Linked DNA regions of Macaca mulatta: region 2 is linked to region 1. The links are chromatin contacts, called in public Hi-C maps. All regions are on one chromosome and are shown on one strand. Each heading gives the region's core, a stretch centred on a gene start, on an enhancer-like site or on the middle of the called end of the contact. The rest is flanking DNA. Distances are from core to core; before and after follow the strand shown.

The links. Hi-C and Micro-C count contacts between places; a contact is called where the count stands out from the background.
Region 2: a Hi-C map of CD4 T cells shows a contact between it and region 1, with 3 times the contacts expected there. The contact joins the promoter of SURF6 here to the promoter of SLC2A6 in region 1. A contact is called at or near these places in 3 of 14 Hi-C or Micro-C datasets (CD4 T cells, fetal cortex germinal zone and liver).

What each region holds. Positions count from the first base shown.
Region 1 is chr15:9,040,068-9,045,803 of T2T-MMU8v2.0, reverse strand. It overlaps SLC2A6 (solute carrier family 2 member 6), which reads right to left and starts at 2,633. Exons shown (of 11, transcript XR_013405324.1): 1 at 2,502-2,633; 2 at 1,789-1,951; 3 at 597-803.
Region 2 is chr15:9,187,162-9,192,676 of T2T-MMU8v2.0, reverse strand. SURF6 (surfeit 6) reads right to left here and starts at 1,777. Exons shown (of 5, transcript NM_001194177.2): 1 at 1,606-1,777. The coding sequence starts at 1,699. LOC144334990 (a long non-coding RNA gene) reads right to left here. Exons shown (of 3, transcript XR_013405335.1): 1 at 5,326-5,515; 2 at 3,226-3,963; 3 at 2,610-2,749. It overlaps LOC144334989 (a long non-coding RNA gene), which reads left to right and starts at 4,007. Exons shown (of 2, transcript XR_013405334.1): 1 at 4,007-4,077.

The DNA.
Region 1 (5,736 bases), core at 1,384-3,883:
AAAGTGGGAAGTGGAGGCTTTCTGGTGGGGCTGTGTCCTGGTCATGACTCACTGCAGGACCTTGGGCGGCCTGCCTGATCTCCCTCTGTCCTCAGTTTCCCTAACTGTGAGGTGGGTGGAAGGACTTAGCTCGGAAATGAGCAGCATGATGCTGGGAAGGAGGCCCGAGGGCTCCCAGGCTCCAGGGCTGAGCAGGTGAGTCCGTGCCTCCCAGTGAGTTCTGTCTCCTCTGCTGGGCTCACCAGGCCCCGTGTGGAGTACCGGATAAAATAAGAAGGTCCCAGGGCGGGTGTCGGGCAGGGACTTCCCTCTCCTACCCATTGCTCAATGCGGATTTTCTCCAATTGAGTAATACATCTGACCAGTCAAGAAATGGGGTAGAAGGCTTGGAAAGTCCAGAGTGGGGGCAGCCGGGGACCTGGAGACAATTTCCCCCAAATTAGCTGCCCTGCTGGGGGTGAGCTGAGGGCATCTGCAGGGAAGGCAAACAATTCTCATTGCCCAGAAGGCATGGAGGCCGGGAGGCCTTAGTCAGATGGAGGCTCAGCACCAATACAGAGGCACTGGGGCCCCTGGGTGGGAAGGCCTGGCCTTACCGGGATGCAGGCGGCTGTGAGCCCCCCGGCGAAGCCCGTCAGCGTCCTTCCGAGCAGCAGCATCCAGAGGCCGTGCGCACCCGCCATGAGCGCATAGCCGGCCGCCGACGGCACAGCTGAGAACATGATGCTCAGCTTCCGGCCCAGGAGGTCGTTGAGGATCATGGCACTCAGGCCTCCGGCTGCTGCTCCCAAGGTGAACACGGACTGCAGGGGAAGGGGGTGCAGGGCAGATATGTCTGGGCACTGCGCACCCCACTCTCATCAGAGTCCAGGGACAGCTTCTTCTCTAGGCCGACCCCAGGAGCTGGTCAAGCACTTGACCAAGTCAAGCACTTGAAGCAGGGAGCCTCCTGTCTTCAAGGGACAGCCATTTGTTAGGGATGCTCAAACAGGGAGTTCTGCTCTAAGGAAGAGGCACTGCCACATGTACACAGTGGTTCTGTCCAGCCTGATGTTTAAATGTCTAATATTTTAATACAGGAGAATTCTGTGACTTGAAGGCCCTGGGCTTTAAGATTTGGAGGTTCTTAAGTTCCCTGTACAGCAGCAACTGGGACCCCCTCTGGACTCTGCTAACTGGTAGTGGGACCTGGGCACATTGCCCAGCCTGTCTGAGCCTCAGTTTCTTGGGCTGTCTTACAGGGAGAGTTCTACCTCGTGGGGTTGGCCCTGGGAGTCAATGAACGTTCAGTGCCCAACACGTGCCTGGCACATAGGAAGTGCTCAGTAAATCTTATCTTAACTACTATGTTGTAACTACATCTGAGGCTATTAAGATTGTAATTCTAGACTCTGGGACTTTGGGATCTTCCTCTCCATCAGCCCACAATCTATCCTGCAGACCCTCCTTGCCCCAGCCAGTGCCTCTCCCCACTGACACCTGATACCCTTGCCCCCATCCAGCCAACTGTGGGTGTGGGGACCTGGGGAAGCCTCAACCCTACCTAGTGTAGACCCTGACAGCCACCTCCCCACCTGCTCCTTCCTTCACCCTCTCCACTGGCTTTCAGTTCCTCATTTCAGAGGAATCCTGTAGCTTTACCCCACCCACCAGTGGCCTAGATGGCTGGGGGCGGGGGGAGCCCTGGAGGGGCTCCCAAGGTGGAGAATTTGGGAGGTCCCTAGCTGGGGACAAGGCTCAGCAGGTCCCTGCTCCCTGCACCCACCCTCCTCCGAGGATGGTCCTTACCCCGAACCAGGATGCCTGGGATTTGGTCAGATGCAGGTCGGGATCCAAGGAGTGCTCCAGGGCTGGGATGACAGGGGATGTGTAGACCAGAGCATACCCAAAGCTGAAATTGCCGAGCACTGCGGCGAAGGTGGCCAGGAACACCCTTTTGTTCTGCAGGGCCCTGGTGATGGTGGCGGACAAAAGGACCAGGGTCTCTGAGTCCCTCCTCCAGGAACCATTGCCTTTTCTGAACCCAGTGGCTGCCCAGCTCAGCGGGCAGTGCTGGGGAGGCCTGGGTCCAAGGCCATTCAGGTTCCCAGGGCCTGAGCCCCAGCTCCCCTGGGAAATTCCCAGGCCATTGTTAGCTCATCGCCGTGGCTGAGCCTCTGGTACTGGGGCCTTTTCTCCGGAAGAGGAGGCTCTGGTTCTGCCCCCAGGTCTGCGGCTGGAGGCTTGCTGTGTGACCTCAGGCAGACCCCTTGCTCGTTGGGGCCTCAGTCTTCCTGTCTGTGGCAGTAGGGGGCTGGGCCCGGTACTCCCGTGGATCGTTCCTTCCCTTAGAGGCACCGGTTCCTTAAATAGGAGTAGCTTGTCCGGGACAGGAGGGAGCCAGATGGCCCCTCGGTGGCGACTAGGTCAGGGGAGGCCCAGGGTGGGAGCGCGCCGCCGGCGGCAGGGAACCAGAGCCACCCCCAGGCCCCACCCCCAGTCCCCAACCCAGCGACTCTCACCCGACCCGCGCCCTGTCCCCTGGCGACGGGGGCGGCTTCTCGGGGAAGGTGTCGTAGTCCGGGCCCTCGGCTCCCAGCAGCGGCTCCTGCATGGCCGGGTCTCTCTCCGGGCGAGCGGAGGGCGCTCAGACTGGAGCAGCCGCACCGGGCCCGCAGCTCCACCGGCCAGGCCCCGCCCCTCAGTCGCGATTGGCTGCGGGATGGCCCTGCAGAGCCGCGCCGGCCAATGAGGCGGCCGCACGCTGTCCTGATGCTCGGATGCGGACCCGGCTTCCCAGGGCGCGGCCCGCACCGCGTGCGCACCCAAAGGTCCCGCCCCCGAGACAGGATGGGGGTCCCAGGGCGGAGCCCCTGCCAGATAGTCCGGGGTCCTCGCGGAGCGCCGGGAGCTGCTCACCCGGCCCGGGTCTTGCAGGCGTGACTGCGGCAATGCGCGCAGGCCCCGTCGTACCCGCTCCCGCGGGGTGGAAACCGAGGCCCAGAGAGGTGAAGCCGCTCGCCAGGTCACAGCGAATGCGCACCTCGCTCCGCCTTATGCTCTAGCTCTCCCTGTTGCGTGGCGTCTCAGGGCCACCTCTGCCCTGGCTCTCCCTGGCACCAGGGAATCGCGGTGTGTCAGGGCAGCAGCGGATGTGCGGGACGAAGGAGGCAGGAGGGGCCGGGCGGGGCGCTGTGGGCAGCTGCAGTGGGCGAGGTCTGTATCCTCCACCCCAGGCTCTGATGGTAGAAATAACCTGAACTCGTGACACGTCACCCAGGTAGTAAGATAACATTGAAAAATAAGAAAAGCAGAAATGGAAAATTCCCGGGAAGCCCGTCCTCAAAAAATCCCACAGCAGTTCCACCTCTCTCTTTGGGCCTTTTCGGGAAGAGGACGAAATCACGCCCTGCTCTGCTGGATGGACGTGCCACACACGCTTTTAAACGGATCCTTTGTTGCTGAGTATTTGGGTCATTTCCCATGTTTAGCTATTAACGTAGTAAAGCATTTTTAAAAGTTAGAATTCCCCTTATTATGATTGAAATAAAAACATAATAGAACAATAAAGAGAATCACATCCATCTCCCGTCAGCCTGATCTTGAAGGCATTTTAGCCTCTTTTCTTCCAGTCTTTTCTCCATGTGCCTATTTTGCGTATTTGGGCCCTCATTAAATCCTGTAGCCCCTTTACATCATCGTTTTCTTGCCGTCAAGATCATAGGCTTTGGACTCAGGCACACCCGGTATAGTGATCAGGCTGCACAGTCCTCATGGCCATATATACACATATATGTATTTTTACATGCACGCATATATGCATGTATTTTTACACGCATGCACACACGCACGCATTTTTACACGGATGCACACACGCATGTGTTTTCACACGCATGCACACACGCGTTTCACACGCATGCATACATGTTTGTTTTACATACATGCCTACATGTATGTGTTTAAATACATGCATATATGTATGTGTTTTACATGTATGCATATATATGTATGTGTTTTTACATATAAGCATATATGTATGCATTTTTACATATAAACATATCTATGTATTTTTTTTGAGACGGAGTCTCGGTCTGTTGCCCAGGCTGGAGTGCAGTGGTGCAATCTCAGCTTACTGCAACCTCCGCCTCCTGGGTTCAAGTGATCATCCTGCCTCAGCCTCCCAAGTAGCTGGGATTACAGGCATGTGCCACCACGCTTAGCTAATTTTTGTATTTTTAGTGGAGACGGGGTTTCACCATGTTGGCCAGGTTGGTCTCAAGCTACAGACCTCGTGATCCTCCTGCTTCAGCCTCAGAAAGTTCTGGGATTACAGGCGTGAGCCACTGCAGTTGGCCTTCTCTTTTTTTTTAATGTATTTTTTTCTTTTAAACTCAACTTTAGGCCAGGCACAGTGGTGTGTGCCTGTCCCAGCATTTAGGAGGCCAAGGTAGGAGGACTGCTTGAGGCCAGGAGTCTGATACCAGCCTGGGCAACAAAGTGAGACCCTGTCTCTACAAAAAACTAACACAAATTATCCAGGTGTGATGGCGAGTGCCTGTGGTCCCAGCTACTCGGAAGGCAGAGGTGGGAAGATTGCTTCAGCCCAGGAGTTTGAGACTGCAGTGAGCTGTGATCACACCAAAGCAGTCCAGTCTGTTTTGTGCTGGAGTGAGAGAGAGAGCCTTCTTGAAAAAATAGCCGGGCGCGGTGGCTCACGTCTGTAATCCCAGCACTTTGGGAGGCCGAGGCGGGCGGATCACAAGGTCAGGAGATCGAGACCACAGTGAAACCCCGTCTCTACTAAAAATACAAAAAATTAGCCGGGCGCGGTGGCGGGCGCCTGTAGTCCCAGCTACTCAGGAGGCTGAGGCAGGAGAATGGCGGGAACCCGGGAGGCGGAGCTTGCAGTGAGCTGAGATCGCGCCACTGCACTCCAGCCTGGGCAACAGCGTGAGACTCCGTCTCAAAAAAAAAAAAAAAAAAGAAAAAAGAAAATACAAGAAAAGTCAACTTTGTTAAAGCTACAATTTATATACAGTAAAATGAATCCATTTTAAGTATAGGTTGATGAGTTTTGACAATTGTATAACCCCGAACACCCCCAATCAAGATATAAAACATTTCCACTGTTTCTTTCTTTTATCTTTTTTTGAGATGGAGGCTCACTCTGTTGCCCAGGCTGGAGTGCAGTGCTGCGATCTTGGCTCACTGCAACCTCTGACTACCGGGTTCAAGCGATTCCCCTGCCTCAGTCTCCTGAGTAGTTGGGATTACAGGCGCCCACCACCACACCTGGCTAATTTTTGCATTTTTAGTAGAGACAGGGTTTCACTGTGTTGGCCAGGCTGGTAGCTGGGATTATAGGCACCCACCACCACACCTGGCTAATTTTTGCATTTTTAGTGGAGACAGGGTTTCACCGTGTTGGCCAGGCTGGTCTCAAACTTCCAACCTCAGGTGATCCGCCCGCCTTGGCTTCCCAAAGTGCTGGGATTACAGGTGTGAGTCACCACGCCCAGCCCATTTCCACCCTTCTAGAAGGTTTCTTTGTGCCTGTCTGAAGTCAGCCTCCTTTCCCTGCTCACCAGTAAACTATTAATCTGCTCACCAGTAAACTATTAATCTGCTCACCAGTAAACTATTAATCAGTAAACTATAAATCTATTAAGCTTTCTGTGACAATAGATTAGAGTGGTCTTATAAAGAGAACCTATGTGAAGTATTCTTTTGTCTGCCTTCTTTTTTCAGCATGTTTGT
Region 2 (5,515 bases), core at 528-3,027, 150 kb before region 1:
AAAAATACAAAAAATTAGCCAGGCGTAGTGGCAGGCGCTCGTAATCTCAGCCTCTCAGGAGGCTAAGGCAGGAGAATAGCTTGAACCTGGGATGTGGAGGTTGCAGTGAACTGAGATCACTCCACTGCACTCCAGCCTGGGCAACAGAAAAGGACTCCGTCCCAAAAAAAAAAAAAGAAAGAAAGAGTTGCCTTGCCAATCTCATGGCCCATTCAATAGGCAGGAAAGGCTCACCAAGGCTTTGATCCTAGGAGGATGCAGAAAGAGGATCAGGATTGGGAGGCAGAGACACACTGATCCTAGAGCTCAGAACCATAACCTTGACCAAGTAGTTCTGCTTGTGAGCATCCATCATGCACAAAGACCAGGCTTCAAGGACGTTCATCATATTATTTGAGTGAAAAATTAGAAAAACCTGAATATCCACCTCTACTAACAATTTCTGACCCTGCTTCACAATAAGCTACCATGTTGCCATCAAACACAATGACAAGGGCTTTCATTTTAGCTGCTGGGGGTAAGGTTTACTTTTTTTTTTTTTTTTTTTTTTTGAGACAGAGTCTCGCTGTGTTGCCCAGGCTGGAGTGCAATGGCATGATCTCTCCTCACTGCAAACTCCACCTCCCGGGTTCAAGCGATTCTCTTGCCTCAGCCTCCTGAGTAGCTGGGATTACAGGCGTCCACCACTGTGCCCGGCTAATTTTTGTATTTTTAGTAGAGACGGGGTTTCACCATGTTGGCCAGGATGGTCTCGATCTCCTGACCTTGTGATCCGCCTGCCTCGGCCTCCCAAAGTTCTGGGATTACAGGCGTGAGGCCCCATGCCAGGACAATGTTTACTTTTTAAATGGGAGAAATCAGTATGTAAAGTAGGAGCTGAATTGTTTTAATAAATGGAAACAAAAAAAAAACTTGAAAAAGGATGAGAAAGACAGACGGAAGACATACTGAGTAATGAGAAAAGTCACAAGATTTTGGATTTGCTATCACCGATATACCGTCCTTGAATAAAAAGGAAACCCTGTTTAACCTCTGGTGGGTCCAGAGACGCTGCTGCTCTCCTCTCCTCCTGGGCCCAGACAGCACTGACAAGTCCCCGCTGTCGGCTTCCCCGCCCGATTGTCTACTTCCCTTGTGCAGCCTGGTCACCAGGCCATGAGAACCCTAAGGGCAGGAGCCCTCTGCCATCCTCCTCCTCCCCACACCGCACCATGTCCGTAATGAAGGGACTGAAAGGGTCTTTTCCCACTGACTGACCGTTACTCCTGTCTCTACTAAACCCCCTCTCTACTAAAAATACAAAAATTAGCTGGGCGTGGTGACGCGCGCCTGTAATCCCGGCTACTCTGGAGGCTGAGACAGGAGAATCTCTTGAATCCGGGAGGCGGAGCTTGCAGTGAGGCGAGATCTCATCACTGCACTCCAGCCTGGGGGACAGAGCGAGACTCTGTCTCCAAAAAAAAAAAAAAAAAGCAAGGGAAACGGCGGTAATTTCACAAGTCACTTAGATTTTTTTTTCCAGTACTTTACGGACTCGTCTACACCGGCTCCGGCCGCCTCCCCGTTTCGCAGGCCCCTCAGTCCCAGCCCGGCCATGTGCGTTACCCCGCGTGCGCGCCTGCTGCTCCGGGCCCGAATGGGAGCAGATCTTCTTGGCCAGGCTCTGCAGGTAGGCGTCCTTGGCAAGTAGAGAGGCCATGGCGGAGACCCGAGCCGTTCACAACTCACACCTTCCCGGCTGCGCGTGCGACTCTCACCACGTCCGCCGGAAACCACCACACGGGCAGGCGCCGCCAGACGAGCGCCGAGCCGCCAGCCCGAGCGCTCGATTAGTCAGGCCTGACTCCGCCGGAAGCGGCGCGCGGGGCGGAGAGCACAGTATTGTGGGCCGAGGGCAGCCAATCTCCGCCGGGAGTGGGTGCAGCCGGGGACCCCGAGGCCGGGCCTCAGCGCCTCCATCACCCGGGTCCCGCACGTGTCCCTGCGCTCCCCTCACCCCTACACCCGGCGCAGCAGGCCCTCCTGAGTAGGGGCGAAATGAGTGAATGACCAGCAGTACATTCATTCAGTCCTTTGGAGTGGGGGGCCTCCGGTCTCAGGCGGACGCAGACTGAGCGCCTGGCACGTGGCAGGCCCTAGGTTCAGTCCTAGGGGACACAAGCAGTGTGTCACACACACAGATGTGCTCTTGGCTAGTGTCTGCCGTAGAGGTGGCTGATAAACCTGGCAAGCGTGTGACTGTCAGGTGAGGGCAGCGCCAAAGAAAGCCCCAGGGGAAAAGGGAGAAGTGTTGGGCGGGAGGGAGCCGGCGTGTTCAAGGAAGAGCCCCTGCGCAGTGACTTTTGCTCTGAAAAATAGACTTACACACTACGATCTTCCCTCCGCCCCGGGAAAGGAGTCTCGCTCTATTGCCCAGGCTGGAGTGAAGTGGCGAGATCTAGGCTCACTGCAACCTCCGCCTCCCGGGTTCACGCCATTCTCCTGCCTCCGCCTCCCGAGTAGCAGGCGCCCGCCACCACGCCCGGGTAATTTTTTGTATTTTTTAGTAGAGACGGAGTTTTACCGTGTTAGTCAGGATGGTCTCGATCTCCTGACCTCGTGATCCGCCCGCCTCGGCATCCCAAAGTGCTGGGATTACAGGCGTGAGCCACCGCGCCCGGCCTAATTTTTGTATTTTTAGTAGAGACGGGGTTTCACCATATTGGCCAGGCTGGTCTGGAACTCCTGACCTCAGGTGATCCACCCACCTCTGCCTCCCATAGTGCTGGGATTGCAGGCATGAGCCACTGTGCCCGGCCCACACTACGATATTTAACACAAGATGTGGCCTTTATAATAACTCACTAGGGGCAGGAGAAAGGAGAGGTCATGGTCTGAGGCTTGGGACCACCACACCCCAGTTCCTGCACTGGAAAATTACAGGCTCGTTAAGGACCCAGAGCCCCTTCCAGGGCCACCCTGTTGGTCGAGAAGGGAGAACTTGAGTCTTAAATTACAATTTGAAAACGTGGCTGCTAATATATATATATTAGAAACAGTAAGAACTGTTGTATTTGAAACAGAACTAAACTTTCTTCCCCTAACTTCTGCCATGAGGTGATTTAAAAAAATTTTTTTGGCCGGGCACAGTGGCTCACGCCTGTAATCCCAGCACTTTGGGAGGCCAAGGTGGGAGGATCACTTGAGCCCTAGAGTTGGAAACCAGCCTGGGCAACATAGTGAAACCCTGCCTCCACACACACAAAAAATTAAATTAGCCCAGCATGGTGGCCGGCCCCTGTAATCCCACTACTCAGGAGACTGAGAAGAGAGGATCACTTGAACCCGGGAGGCAGAGGTTGCAGTGAGCCAAGATCACGCCACTGCATTCTAGCCTGGAGTGCCAGGTTGTCTCAAGAAACATATACTTTTTTCATTTTTAAAAAAGGCAGTCAAATTTAGCAGTGTGGGGGTTGAATGCCAACTACAGTGATACTAAGGTTAATTAGTTCTGACATCCCACTGCCATTCAGACCAAGCTAGAGGTGATGTTGCATGGGGGATGGGTGTGACGCTGCTGCTGACTCCCCTGAACTGCTGGGTATCTTAACACCATCACCTACTGAGTTCAGAATGGGCATCTGACCCCCCCAAGCCCCATCTCTTCCTCTAACTGCCAACCCTTCTTTCAGTTAAAGCAGCTCCATCCTTCCAGGTGCTTGGGCCAGACCTTGAAACCACTGACTCCTTTCTTATTCCCCACATCCAGTGCTTTAGCAAATCCTGTCAACTGTGCCTTCACAGCACCTTCAGAATCCGACTGGACTCACTCCCATCTCACCACCACTCTGGTCCTGTTTTATTTTTTTGAAACGGGGAGTCTCACTCTTTCTCCCAGGCTGGAGTGCAATGGTATGATCTTGGCTCACTGCAATCTCCACCTCCTGGGTTCAAGTGATTCTCCTGCCTCAGTCTCATAAGTAGCTGGGACTACAGGCGCGTGCCACCATGCCTGGCTAATTTCTTTTTCTTTCTTTCTTTTTTTTTTTTTTTTTTTTTTTTGTTTGAGGTAGTTTTGCTCTTGTTGCCCAGGCTGGAGTGCAGTGGCCCAATCTCGGCTCACTGCAACCTCCGCCTCCTGGGTTCAAGCGAGTCTCCTGCCTCTGCCTCCCGAGCAGCTGAGATTACAGGCATGCGCCACCACGGCTGGCTAATTTTTGTATTTTCAGTAGAGACGGGGTTTCTCCATGTTGGTCAGGCTGGTCTCGAAATCCCGACCTCAAGTGATCTGCCTGCCCCGGCCTCCCAAAGTGCTGAGATTACAGGCGTGAGCCACCACGCCCAGCTAATTTCTATATATTTTTTTTAGTAGAGAAGGGGTTTTGGCATGTTGCCCAGACTAGTCTCAAAACTCCTGACCTTAAGTGATCTGTCCATTTTGGCTTCCCAAAGTTTTGGGATTACAGGCATGAGCCACCATGCCTGACCTGGTCCTGTTCTACATTTTAAGACTCCAAAATAACAACCACATGCAACACACAATAAAAACAGGCATAAAAGCTTTTCAGCTGGAACCGCCATCTTCCAGTAACTGGCCAAAATGACAAACACAAAGGGAAAGAGGAGAGGTACCTGATACGTGTTCTCTAAGCCATTTAGAAAACATGCAGTTGTTCCTTTGGCCACGTGTATGTGAATCAATAAGAAGGGTGATATTGTAGACATTAAGGGAATGGGAACTGTTCAAAAAGGAATGGCCCCCAAGTGTTACCATGGCTCAACTGAAAGAGTCTACAATGTTCCCCAGCATGCTGCTGGCATTGTTGTAAACAAATAAGTTAAGGGCAAGATTCTTGCCAAGAGAATAAATATGTGTAACGAGCACATGAAGGACTCTAAGAGCCGAGATGGCTTCCTGAAACGCGTGAAGGAAAGTGATCATTAAAAGAAGGAAGCCAAAGAGAAAGGTACCCGGATTCAACTGAAGCGCCAGCCTGCTCCACCCAGAGAAGCGTCCTTTGTGAGAACCAATGGGAAGGAGCCTGAGCTGCTGGAAACTCTTCCCTATGAATTCATGGCATCATAGGTGTTAAAAAAAAAAAAAAGAAAAGAAAAAAGACCTCTGGAATAGGAAAAAAAAAAAAAAAAAAAAAGGCATTAAAAAAACTATTTGGGCCGGGCGCAGTGGCTCAAGCCTGTAATCCCAGCACTTTGGGAGGCCGAGATGGGCGGATCACAAGGTCAGGAGATCGAGACCATCCTGGCTAACACGGTGAAACCCCGTCTCTACTAAAAAATACAAAAAACTAGCCGGGCGAGGTGGCTGGCGCCTGAAGTCCCAGCTACTCGGGAGGCTGAGGCAGGAGAATGGCGTAAACCCGGGAGGTGGAGCTTGCAGTGAGCTGAGATCCGGCCACTGCACTCCAGCCTGGGCGACAGAGCGAGACTCCGTCTCAAAAAAAAAAAAAAAAAAAAAAACTATTTGGGGAACAACTGAAAAAATCTGAATGTGACTAGATACTAGAGGATATGGAAA